Linked DNA regions of Mus musculus: regions 2 and 3 are each linked to region 1. The links are chromatin contacts, called in public HiChIP or PLAC-seq maps. All regions are on one chromosome and are shown on one strand. The core of a region is the stretch at or near the end of the contact, and the rest is flanking DNA. Distances in the headings are between cores, read along the strand shown. Region 1 holds the start of Gask1b (golgi associated kinase 1B). Region 2 has its middle 150 kb from the start of Gm36569. Region 3 has its middle 190 kb from the start of Gm36569.

The links. HiChIP or PLAC-seq counts read pairs in DNA pulled down with a chosen protein or histone mark.
Region 2: a contact with region 1 is called in an H3K27ac HiChIP or PLAC-seq map of trophoblast stem cells, with 10 read pairs. The contact joins the enhancer-like site here to the promoter of Gask1b in region 1. A contact is called at or near these places in 9 of 39 promoter capture datasets (HPC-7-derived erythroid cells, embryonic stem cells, fetal liver and 5 more), 2 of 15 datasets of contacts at CTCF or cohesin (the NIH/3T3 cell line and embryonic stem cells), 7 of 484 Hi-C or Micro-C datasets (the G1E-ER4 cell line, bone marrow-derived macrophages, cortical neurons and 1 more), 5 of 115 datasets of contacts at active chromatin or transcription factors (bone marrow-derived macrophages, heart atrium, kidney and 2 more) and 3 of 9 other capture datasets (adipose tissue, liver and pancreatic islet).
Region 3: a CTCF HiChIP or PLAC-seq map of the NIH/3T3 cell line shows a contact between it and region 1, with 18 read pairs. The contact joins the enhancer-like site here to the promoter of Gask1b in region 1. A contact is called at or near these places in 13 of 39 promoter capture datasets (the 3T3-L1 cell line, the C10 cell line, cancer-associated fibroblasts and 8 more), 2 of 15 datasets of contacts at CTCF or cohesin (the NIH/3T3 cell line and large pre-B cells), 74 of 484 Hi-C or Micro-C datasets (3T3-L1-derived adipocytes, the AML12 cell line, B cells and 47 more), 17 of 115 datasets of contacts at active chromatin or transcription factors (the HPC-7 cell line, the NIH/3T3 cell line, VIP interneurons and 12 more) and 4 of 9 other capture datasets (adipose tissue, liver, macrophages and 1 more).

The regions. Positions count from the first base shown.
Region 1 is chr3:79,883,965-79,887,260 of GRCm38.p6, forward strand. Gask1b (golgi associated kinase 1B) reads left to right here and starts at 1,966. Exons shown (of 4, transcript NM_133187.3): 1 at 1,966-3,166. The coding sequence starts at 2,263. Gm36569 (a long non-coding RNA gene) reads right to left here and starts at 2,842. Exons shown (of 3, transcript XR_375740.1): 1 at 2,132-2,842.
Region 2 is chr3:80,037,123-80,040,422 of GRCm38.p6, forward strand. No RefSeq gene overlaps it. Among named protein-coding and RNA genes, the nearest start is that of Gm36569, 150 kb to the left of the region's middle. Within about 2 kb of position 1,584, at least 3 of the 459 cell types and tissues checked have an H3K27ac peak or open chromatin away from gene starts, as enhancers often do. A contact at or near this core is called in trophoblast stem cells, where this site is marked.
Region 3 is chr3:80,078,380-80,082,000 of GRCm38.p6, forward strand. No RefSeq gene overlaps it. Among named protein-coding and RNA genes, the nearest start is that of Gm36569, 190 kb to the left of the region's middle. Within about 2 kb of position 1,567, at least 48 of the 459 cell types and tissues checked have an H3K27ac peak or open chromatin away from gene starts, as enhancers often do. A contact at or near this core is called in the G1E-ER4 cell line, the HPC-7 cell line, the NIH/3T3 cell line and 10 more, where this site is marked.

The sequences.
Region 1 (3,296 bases), core at 716-3,215:
CCATTGTCCCATCTCAGAAACTTCTGAGATACTTTCTAGAAAACAAATTCATGTTCATAGAGTTTGCTTTAAGAGTTTTGGAGCATAAAGAAAATGACTTCAGTGCCCGAATTCTCATTAAGTTTAGTCAAAGCCAGTCAGAACTTTAAGGTTCCTGTCCATCTCTGATTTGTCTCTTTTCATGATGTATCATAACTTTTAAAGAGGAAGAATAGTTTGAGAATGGGAAAATCTTTGCTTTTTTTTTTGGCATTGTAACACGATATTTTAAGGATTATACAGCATCATATTCTATTATTTTCATTTCCCACCACATCACAGCCTTTTCTCTAAAAAGGGGGTAATCGTCCCTATCCCATTGGTGGCTTCTTGTTTGATTCTGTTTGCTGTGGAAGCAGAGACAAGTAAGCCCAGTGAGACCCCAAGGTCATCTGATCCTGCCTTTGTGCCAGGACATGCAAATGACCCAGGCCAATCACTAACCTGTTTTCAGAAGACCTCCAATCAGAAGGGGTCCAGGCTGCCTTCTGAGGGCTGTTGCTGTGTTCATTTGCATGCTGCAAGAACCTTCTCATCTCCCTACACCCCACTCTTATCTCACGCTTCCGTTTCTCTACTCATTTCCAGTGACCCCCTTCTTAGCTTTGTCTACCTTTCCTGGCCGTTTTACCCCCATCGAGAACTGGTGGGAGACAAGAGTTAGTCTGCAAACAGCCCAGATGTAAGGTAAGTTGCAGGCCCTGGACTCTGGCGTCCAGTTTCCCCTTCCCAACTCCGTGGGGTCAGGCAGGGGTCAGTGGGCACTCCTCATTTTTCTAAGGTATTTATTTGGCAACAGGGTCTCCGCCAACTCCAGCAAAACACTTCAGATCACTTCAGCTTCCCAAGGCTGCCATTTCTGTGTCGCTTAGCAAATGAGACACTAGGGGGCTCCCAGGGGCTGAAAGGAGCAGAAAGTTGTTTGAATGAAAACTGGGTCTGAGCTGTGTTTGGAGAAATTCAAAATTAAATTTTATTTTTTATTTTTTTAGTCATCTTTAAAAAGAACCTCACGTGTCTGAAAACGGCGCAGCAGCCAGTTTACAAATCATTTTGCTCCGCTGTTAGAAGGCGGCAGCTTTTAAGGCTGAGCCGAGATGTTTGAAAGGTGGAACACCCTTGGCCATGAAATATGTTCTCCTTACGTGCCTCAGCCTTTCAAAGTTCTGTGCATTAGAGTCAGGAATTCCATTCTTCCTGGAGCTAAGCGTGGGGCCAGCTGTGTAAGTAAAGTTTTGTTTTTCTTCTTAAACAACTTTTTCCCTCTATTTAAAAATGTGAAGAAAAAGGCAAAAAAAACAACAACAAAAAAAAAAACAACAAAAAAAAACCCACCAAAAAACCTAGATATTCTTTTCTTTCATTTTTGCTCTCTTTAGTGGAAAGAAAAGGAATAAAAAGTTGTGTGTGTGTGTGTGTGTGTGTGTGTGTGTGTGTGTGAGAGAGAGAGAGAGAGAGAGAGAGAGAGAGAGAGAGAGAGAGAGAACTCACCCTTTTCAAGCTATATAAACATCAAGGGGTAGTTAAATAACAATTTTAGATATGGAATATATTGTGAAAACAATGTGGAACATTAGTTAAGAGAATATGTTTAAATATGAACTCACTACTTGATATTTTTGTAATATATATCTTACAAAAGTTAGGGTGTCTATAAAAATCTTAAAAAGTATTTATTTCTTTTCTTATTTCTGAATCACAAAAAGGGGGTCTGCAGGGGATCCTGGTTGATGACTTTTAAGAGTTTTGCTTCTCAGATGTAGTGGCTTTAACTGTGAGCTAGCAAACGCTCTTTGCAGCTTGTCTTCATTACTTTAAAGTAAAATCAGACTCACACACCTATCTTGCTTCCGCATTTTAAACTTTACACCAAACTTGGTAGAATTTGTGGAAGGAAAGGGTTACTCGCCTCTTTCCTCTTGTAGAGGAACTGAAATGGGTTGAGTTAGTGATTCAGTCAACTCTTGTTTCCATTCATTCCCAGAGTCAGCCCTCCTTTCTCCTGGGAAAGGCTGATAGGAGTTTAAAAGGCTTGCGGTGGCCAGTTCACAAAGCGTTCCCAGAACCCGCAGCAGCGACCCTTCTCTTTTACCTCTCTGCCTGTTGGAGACCACTTAGATAGCGAAGCGGACTGGACGGCTGGATTCAGGAAGCCATGAATCATGTCACCCGGAGCCAGCTGCAGACTTTAAACTCAGTTCAGCATGTGGAAGCGGCAGAGAAATGACCTGTCCAGACAAGCCGGGGCAGCTCGTAAACTGGTTTGTCTGCTCTCTGTGCGCCCCACGAGTGTGTAAACTTTGGAGTAGTCGGCGTCCCAGGACCAGACGGAACCTCCTGCTGGGCACTGCCTGTGCCATCTACCTGGGCTTTCTGGTGAGCCAGGTGGGCAGAGGTTCCTTTCAGCATGGGCAGGCGACTGACAGGGGACCACCCAACGGTCACGACATCTTCAAGGTACCCTTCTCTGAGATTCCCCTGGATGGTACCCTGGCCCCTCCAGAGTTGCAGGGCAATGGAAGCACTTTGCAGCCCAACGTGGTGTACATTACTCTACGCTCCAAGCGCAGCAAGCCTGCGAATATCCGTGGCACGGTGAAACCCAAGCGCAGGAAGAAGTATGCGGTGGCATCTGCAGCCCCTGATCAGGAGGTGCTGGTTAGACCATCCCTTATACAGCAGGAAGCTGCACGGGCAGCAGATGCTGAAGTACCTGGCTATGTTCAGGGTTACCTAACCAAGGTTGGTGAACGACCCTGGAGGGTGCTGCGTGGTCCTGGAGTCAGAACTAGAGGTTCAAACTTGCAGCAGCCTAGGGCCCGAGAGAGCAACATTAGGATTTATAGCGAGAGCGCCCCCTCATGGCTGAGCAAAGAAGACATCCGCAGAATGCGCCTCCTGGCTGATAGTGAGGTGGCTAGCATCCTACCTATCTCTAAGAGTGGTACCCGCTTGCTGGTGTTGGAAGGGAGCACCTCAGGCTCTGTGCCTGGCTGCGGGCCTAGCCCCTGTGGGCTTCTCAAGCAGCCGCTGGACATGAGTGAAGTGTTCGCCTTCCACCTGGACAGGATCCTGGGTCTCAACAGGACCCTGCCATCTGTGAGCAGGAAATTAGAGTTCATCCAAGGTAACAGATTCACTTGCTTCTTATTTGCAGCTGCTGGGGATTTGGGATCGTTTTCTCCTTTCCCCCACTCTCTCTGAATTATTTTCCCCACCCATGTTTCCCATTTGGACAGCAGCAGCAGCAGTAGCGT
Region 2 (3,300 bases), core at 334-2,833, 150 kb after region 1:
GGCTTAAAAGTCACTCATGAGGCAAAAGAGTTTCAAGGAAGCTCTCCTCCTGGAGTCTAGCGCTCCCTACCCATACAGTAATTTTTCATTCCCACGTTCCATTCCCGCGTTAGTCTAGTGTATGGATCCACGTGCTCTCTTTCATTTATTTTCCTATCATAAGTGCCTTTTAAGATTGAATTCTGACATAGCTAAAGTCTGCCAGTGTTCCAACAGTCCTAGTTCGTCCTTAGCAAGACCTTGGGTTTGGAATTCAGTATTGCCCCTGGTATTACACTATCTCTTTGAGTAAAAGTTAGGTCACTGCCCTTCACAGGAATTTACCATCACTAAGGAAGAAAGAAGTTTCTGACCGTAGGAGAAACCAGAATAGATATTTAGAATTATAGCTGAGTTACACCTATATACAGGAATTTACAATGGTTTAGGAAGTAGATCCAGCTGTGGTTTTAGAGTATTGCATTATTCATGAGATGGTTAGCTAGAACGGAACTCCCTAGTTAGAACCATGACTTGGTGTGAAAGCCCTTGCCCTAGGAGTGAAAAGTTCTCACACCTGGCGTCTAAGACTATAGCTGACCTTAGATAGGGCTGACTTTGTCTCAGTTATTTTATTGCCCAGTTCCTGCCAGTCTTTGCGTTTTCATTCCTCTGTTCTGTGTAAGAGTCATTAAGCATCCGGTTACCTCATTTGTACCTTGTGGGTATGTCACCCAACTACCTTGTTGTCTTCTGCATAAAAAGTCTGATGTTCGATTTGAAAAATTACATTCAGATTCCACACAAACTCTCCTGCGTGTGTGTCTGTCTGTCATCCATCCACGCTTTGCCCACCCGCGTCGAGAGACCCCGTTCCACGCAGACACTGGGACCTAGAAGGTCTGCGGCACTAATATAAGTAAGTAATGCACTATTTATAAATTGTACATTTTGCTTCTCCTCATACTGAGCATGTAGCAATGTAATAAATGTTCACTGAAAGAGTTAGTGTTTGTTTTTTTAATAGCACTTTTAGAACACGATTCTCTACTGAGCAGGGTACCATTCCATACAAATCTGTTAAGTACAGGAGAGAAAATATTAAAACCAAGTTCAAGGTTTAGATATGACTTAAAGAATACTTTCCTAATTGTTCCCTCAGGTACTGTGGCCAAGGATCTTCATACCTTATATAAATGTCAAAACATGTGGACTATGGGAACCATGGATGTTAGTACAGAAAAATAAAAAGAACTTGAACGGTGTTCCTGAAAATTATGGTGAATAGAGCAGAGAATTTTTATCTATGGATTTTAAAGAAGTTGCATAGTTATTAAACTAAACATAAGTTCAAATTATTGTAAAAATTATTAACACAAAGGAAGGCCTGTTTTGTTACTTACAAAAATAAATAAATGAGAGAAAATAGAAAGCTTCTATTTAAGTTTATAAAGAGAAGATATCATATTTCAATTAAACTAATAAAAGTACAATAATTTAACAGTCATTTAAAGAAATAAATGTGATCAGTGCAGTTCCTTGGAAACTTTATCCTTAAGGCCATGCCTGCACCACCCCTGCACAGTTGCTCTTCGTCTGAAGCTGCTCTCGCTTCTGGCAAGAGCATCGGCGGCTTCCGGTTCTGGAAGGCAGAGTGTGGATTGTTCAGAATGATAGCAGCCCGTTTCACAATGAAGGGGACCAAATGAGGTAGCATGCATGGATGGGCCTCGTGTAAGGTGTTGTTTTGATGTTGTTGAGATCTGAAGAGAGAACACGCATCTAACAGCAATGGGGTGGGGACACGGTGCTGCCCTGACTGCATGCATGCCCTGACAGATTAGAACAGCTGAAACAATATTGGATCTGAAAATCGAATAAATGCTGAGTTACCTTACTTACAAAGCCACAAACAAATGAAACCATTATATTTTTCATTTTTGGTCACATCCATTGAAAATACTGTATTCTTCTTCGTATCCTTTTCCTTGATTTTTTTCTAATAAAAAGCCTTATCATTTCAATGCCTTATTTTCAGGGTAGATACTTTTAGCCCTTTAATTTGCTGTCTTTGCTCATTTTCCAAGAGTTCTTTTTCTCTCATCTTGTTGTTCCTCATATTGCTATTGCTGTAAGGTTTGGTATTTTAGGAAATTGTAATATATTTAATAGCGTTTATGTTTATGTCCATATAAATTTTATTTTAGCACAATATAACCTAATTAAGTTGGAAATATTTTTGAGTGGTTACATTATTAATATTATCAAAACCAAAGAAAGAGAACAAAAACCCAATCAACCAAATGAATTAAATCAGTGGTATTTTAACAGCAGATCAAATTCAACTTTTACAATATAGCTAGTGGTATATCTTCTGATGCTTTAAGAAAAATAATTGTATATGCAATTTTTAAAATTTACTTTAATTTATGTGTTTGAATGTTTTACTTGCATGTAATGTAAGTGTGCCACATTTGTTACATGGGTAGAAGAAAGGTATTACATCACCTGAAAGTGGACTTTTAGTCAGTTATGAACAACTATGTGGTTGCAAGGAATTGAATCTGGGTCCTCTGGAAGAGCAGTCATTATCCATTGAGGCATTTCTCCAGCCCTCATGAAACATGCAGTTTTATATATTATGGTTTCATAGATTCCTTTATCATGGAGAAATAATGTTTGGGATTTTTATTCTCTGATAATTTTGCCATGTCTATATATTCCTTGGCCCAGTTGGACCTCATTCCTGTAGTCACTGATTTAACATTTCTGTATTAGTAATATGGGGATAATAAAAACTACTTAATAATAAGGCACTGCTCTGGTCATGGGGTTAGGGGCTCTTTCTTTCTCTTTTCTGCCTTTTTTTCAACTCTAAAATTAGTTTAGTAAAACATATAACTGGCAAGGTAGTGAGGTTTAAAATGTCAGTCCAGGTGAAGTGGTAGAGTGACTGAAGCTTATAAACCTATTAATGGTACTACAAGTTGGGGAACATTCCAGGCCCTGGCAAGGCAGTTATAAAGAAAATCACAAGAGTCTTGTGCAAGATGAGATGGATTGAAGTAAACCAAAAATAATTAACATATGCTCTGATCATAATTGAAGTTACAAAGACTATGAAACAGGGCAATGTAACAGGAATTTCCTGGTGGCTAAGGTCAATTTTAGAAAGAGGAATAATCAAAAGAGGCTATTGCGAAGAGGTGAACTCTAAGCTGATACTTGAATGACAAAAAGAAATTGGTTCTGATAATCTTAAATGGAAAAATGCTTTGTTTTTATAATGATAGAGAGAAGCTCGGAGAGTGTGCAGCTTAA
Region 3 (3,621 bases), core at 317-2,816, 190 kb after region 1:
TGACGGCTGCAGTGCCATAATGGTCATGGACTCACCCTCTGAAACTATAACCCCAAATAAATTCTTCTATAAGTTGTCTTGGCCATGGCATCTCTTGTGCCACCAATAGAAAAGTAATGAAAAGGTGACATTTTAGATTGGGTTTTCCTTTTGTTTTAGTTTCATTTTTTGGTTGTTGCTCTTTTTACCTTTTGAGATAGGCTCTCTCTAAATTGCTGGCCTTCAATTCAATTGTCTCTGCAGGAAGCAGATCTTGAACTTGTGATCTGCCTGCCTTGGCCTCCTGAGTAGCTAGGATCACTGGTCTGTGCCATCACTCCTGTCTATCTTGTGTTGCAAGAAACTTTCTGAAATGCTCACATATCTGGGGGACTAAGTTTCTGGGAGCAGGTAGCATAGTTCTGAATGTGAAAAGGTCCTTGTTCTCCTTTTAATGTTAAGTCCACTGAGTTTAGATCAGTGCAACTATGAAATGAAGGTAACCTTTACAACTTCTTATAGCTTATGGCTGCCCACCCCCATTCTTTCTATTATCTGCTGAAAATAAAAGCCTGAAGGTGGAGATCTATATTGCTTTTAAGAGCATATTGACGCACTGAGCTGGAAATGGCAGTGCTTTTAATAAGGTACCAATGACACAAATACTATCAAAATGTTAGTTTTGTGGTCCTTTACTTAGAGCAGTGTGGTGTTTTGGTAAATAATATTTAAACTCAGAGCAGTAATTAAGTTACATGACCATGCCTCATGACAGTCTGTTAATATTCTCTTCATTATGGAATTTGGCCTTCAGTGTCCAAAGGGGAACAAGGAGTCACCATCAAATTTGCTAATAAGGGATTAAGTAGAAACTTGACAGCTGCTAATCAACTGGCCGTGCCTTTTGGGTGTTGCTGGAAGTCATATCGAAACTGTTTTATTCCCTTATTAGTGCTGGGGTGAAAGGGGATACTAGGTATGTTCTCTGCCTCTGAGTCCCAAGTCCAGCCTGTCTCTGTCTCTGTCTCTGTCTCTGTCTCTGTCTCTGTCTCTCCTCTCCTCTGTCTCTCTCTCTCTCTCTCGCACCCCCTCCCACTCCTCCATTCTGTCTCACAGTTGTATTTGAACTTTTGACCCTCCTGTCTCAGCCTCCTGAATAGGTAAGATCCCAGTCCTGCATGGTGCTAAGTCAAAGTGGCTCCAACTTTATGGAGATAGTCAATTTGCATAGGAGTTTCTTAGAGAGAGACTAATATTCTCTAAGGTTTACCAAGTACATCAGTCTCTGACTTGGTCCAATTTAGCTTGTGGATTTAGCATGCCGATTAAATCTGAGGAGAGAATTTAGTTACCAAGTTTTTCTTTTCGAATCATTTCGAATTTTAAGTATACACATTTTGCAAGTCCTTCTTTTACAGACAGCTTTAGGTTGGATGCTGAAGGAGAGAGAGGATAACAGAAACGAGAAAAAGCTAAAGGGATGTGTAAGGAATAGAAGAAGGCTAAAAAGCTGAAGAACGGCAGAGAGGTTAGTGAGAGGGGAAAAAAAAAACAAAAAAACAAAAAAACAGAGAGTACGGAGTACAGGCTCTGCGCCACTAGAGGGCAGGGCAGCACTGGGTAGAACGCCATCTTTAGCAAGTTCTTCCCCCTCTAAAAAGAAACCTGGGGCTGAAAATGAGAAAGGGAAGAGGGAAGGCATGGAGGAAATTAGGAACGAAGGGAGTGCAGTTGGGTGTAAGACAAGTTTCTTTTCAGATTCAAGCACGAGAGCAAGAGGAAGAGAGGAAGGATCATTTTTCTGTACCCTGACAAGACTTAAAGTGAATGTTTCCCAGCACCTGAAAGGCAGGGACTGAAAGACTACCATTTGTTGCTCACCTAAGGATTTTCCCCCTCTTCTTCCCGGAAATGCTCAATCTTAACAATAGATCTTTCCAAGAACTGTCTGGGAAGTATAAATAGCTGGCTGCAGCTACAGTTTGAGATTTTGACGTTGCTGTCTATTTCTTCTGCTTCTGGTTTTTACAGAGGATTTTTTTTTTTCTCCCAAGTCTCCGTCCGACGCAGCCAACTGAAACAATGTTTTTTTTCCTTTTTCTTTTTTCCCTAGACAAGTAATTTAAAGACCTAACATTTTCCTCTACAGGGAGGGCGTCGACAATAGCAACTCATTGTTTTTAAGTGATTTCATTTAAATCCACATAAAACAAGATGAAGTACGTCACAATGACCCCCTCCTCTTTTTAAGGTTATAACCTATTTTAATGACTGCTTTGATATACGTCGCATGGCATCTTAAAAATTCAGAAACGGATGTCTCTGAATTTAGATTTAGAATCAAGATATGCAGCTTTTAGTACAACATGCTTTTGAGAGAATTGTAAAGATGGCGTCTTGTTAGGGCTTAACAAGAGACGAGCTAAAAAGGCTCCACTGTTCAGTGGAAATAGCTTGCTCCCATCTTCAGTATCTAAAAACTGCGTGTGTGTTTTATTCAATCATTACTTAAAAATTAAGACACTGTTGGGGACCAGAGATAAAATGTGTCTGGAATGTTTTTGGTGAATGTTTCAAGACTGAGAGAAAGTCCTTTTAGAAAGGAATTTGACTATAGGTGGCTCTTGCTTTAAATAGTAGCTGTACCCTCTGAAACATATCTGTCAATTGATTTTTTTCTAAATGGAATTATGTTTTTTTATTGACTCATGAAAATTTCAGAAGTGCTTTTTATTATTTTCCAGTGATATCTACATTTAGCTTTGAGGTTTTTCTTCCTTGCAAGTAAACAATATGAAAACATTCCCAGAAGCGCAATGTTTGTAAAATGTAGGCCTCGGTTTCAGTTGTCTGCAAACAGTTTCTCTGTTCTTTATGTGTTTCAGTCAGGGATTGAATTTTTGGGCAAAGCTAAGCCATTGCTGTGTGTAAACATAGGTCTTGGTTATCGTAGCATTCAGACTGCTCTCAGGCCACTTTTAAAGACACATAAGCCATCATTTCCAGGCCTCACTTCCAGTCTTCAGTGTGATGTAACAGCTGTCTCTTGTTTAGTAGAGGAAATGTCTGAGAGGAAAAACAGTTCCCGAGTTATCCTGTCTACAGACAGCTCTTCCACTATCATTTCCTCATTAGCTGAGAAGCGTGGCAGCATGACTTTGTCGGGAAAGAACAACGATGCTCTTTTCCTGCGACCAGGGAATTTAGAGCTGGGGAAGACGCTTCTTCAAGGCTACCAGGTTTGTTTTAAATTCATAAAATAACCCATTCCCTAAAAGAAGAATGGTAGAATGTCAAAGCTGTTCAGTAAAACACAACTATTTAAACCAAGTGTCAGGTGGGTAGTTAGTTACTCTGGAGACTTTTCTCCCAAAAGAATTTGGAATACACTAACACTAGGTATGAAAAAAGTAAATAAACAAAGAATGAGAAATATATCTTTCATCACGTTTACATGCAGATAAAATCAACTTAAGCACAGAACATGGATAATTTGTAAATGTCAATTTCTTTAAAAAGTGAATCTAAATTTTATGAATTTAAAAATTTGTCACATAGCTTGTGTGTACTACCCCTAGATTAAAATGGCCAAATGTTGACTACAGTCATCATAGAACCAAAGCTGAGCCAATTAGGATTTAC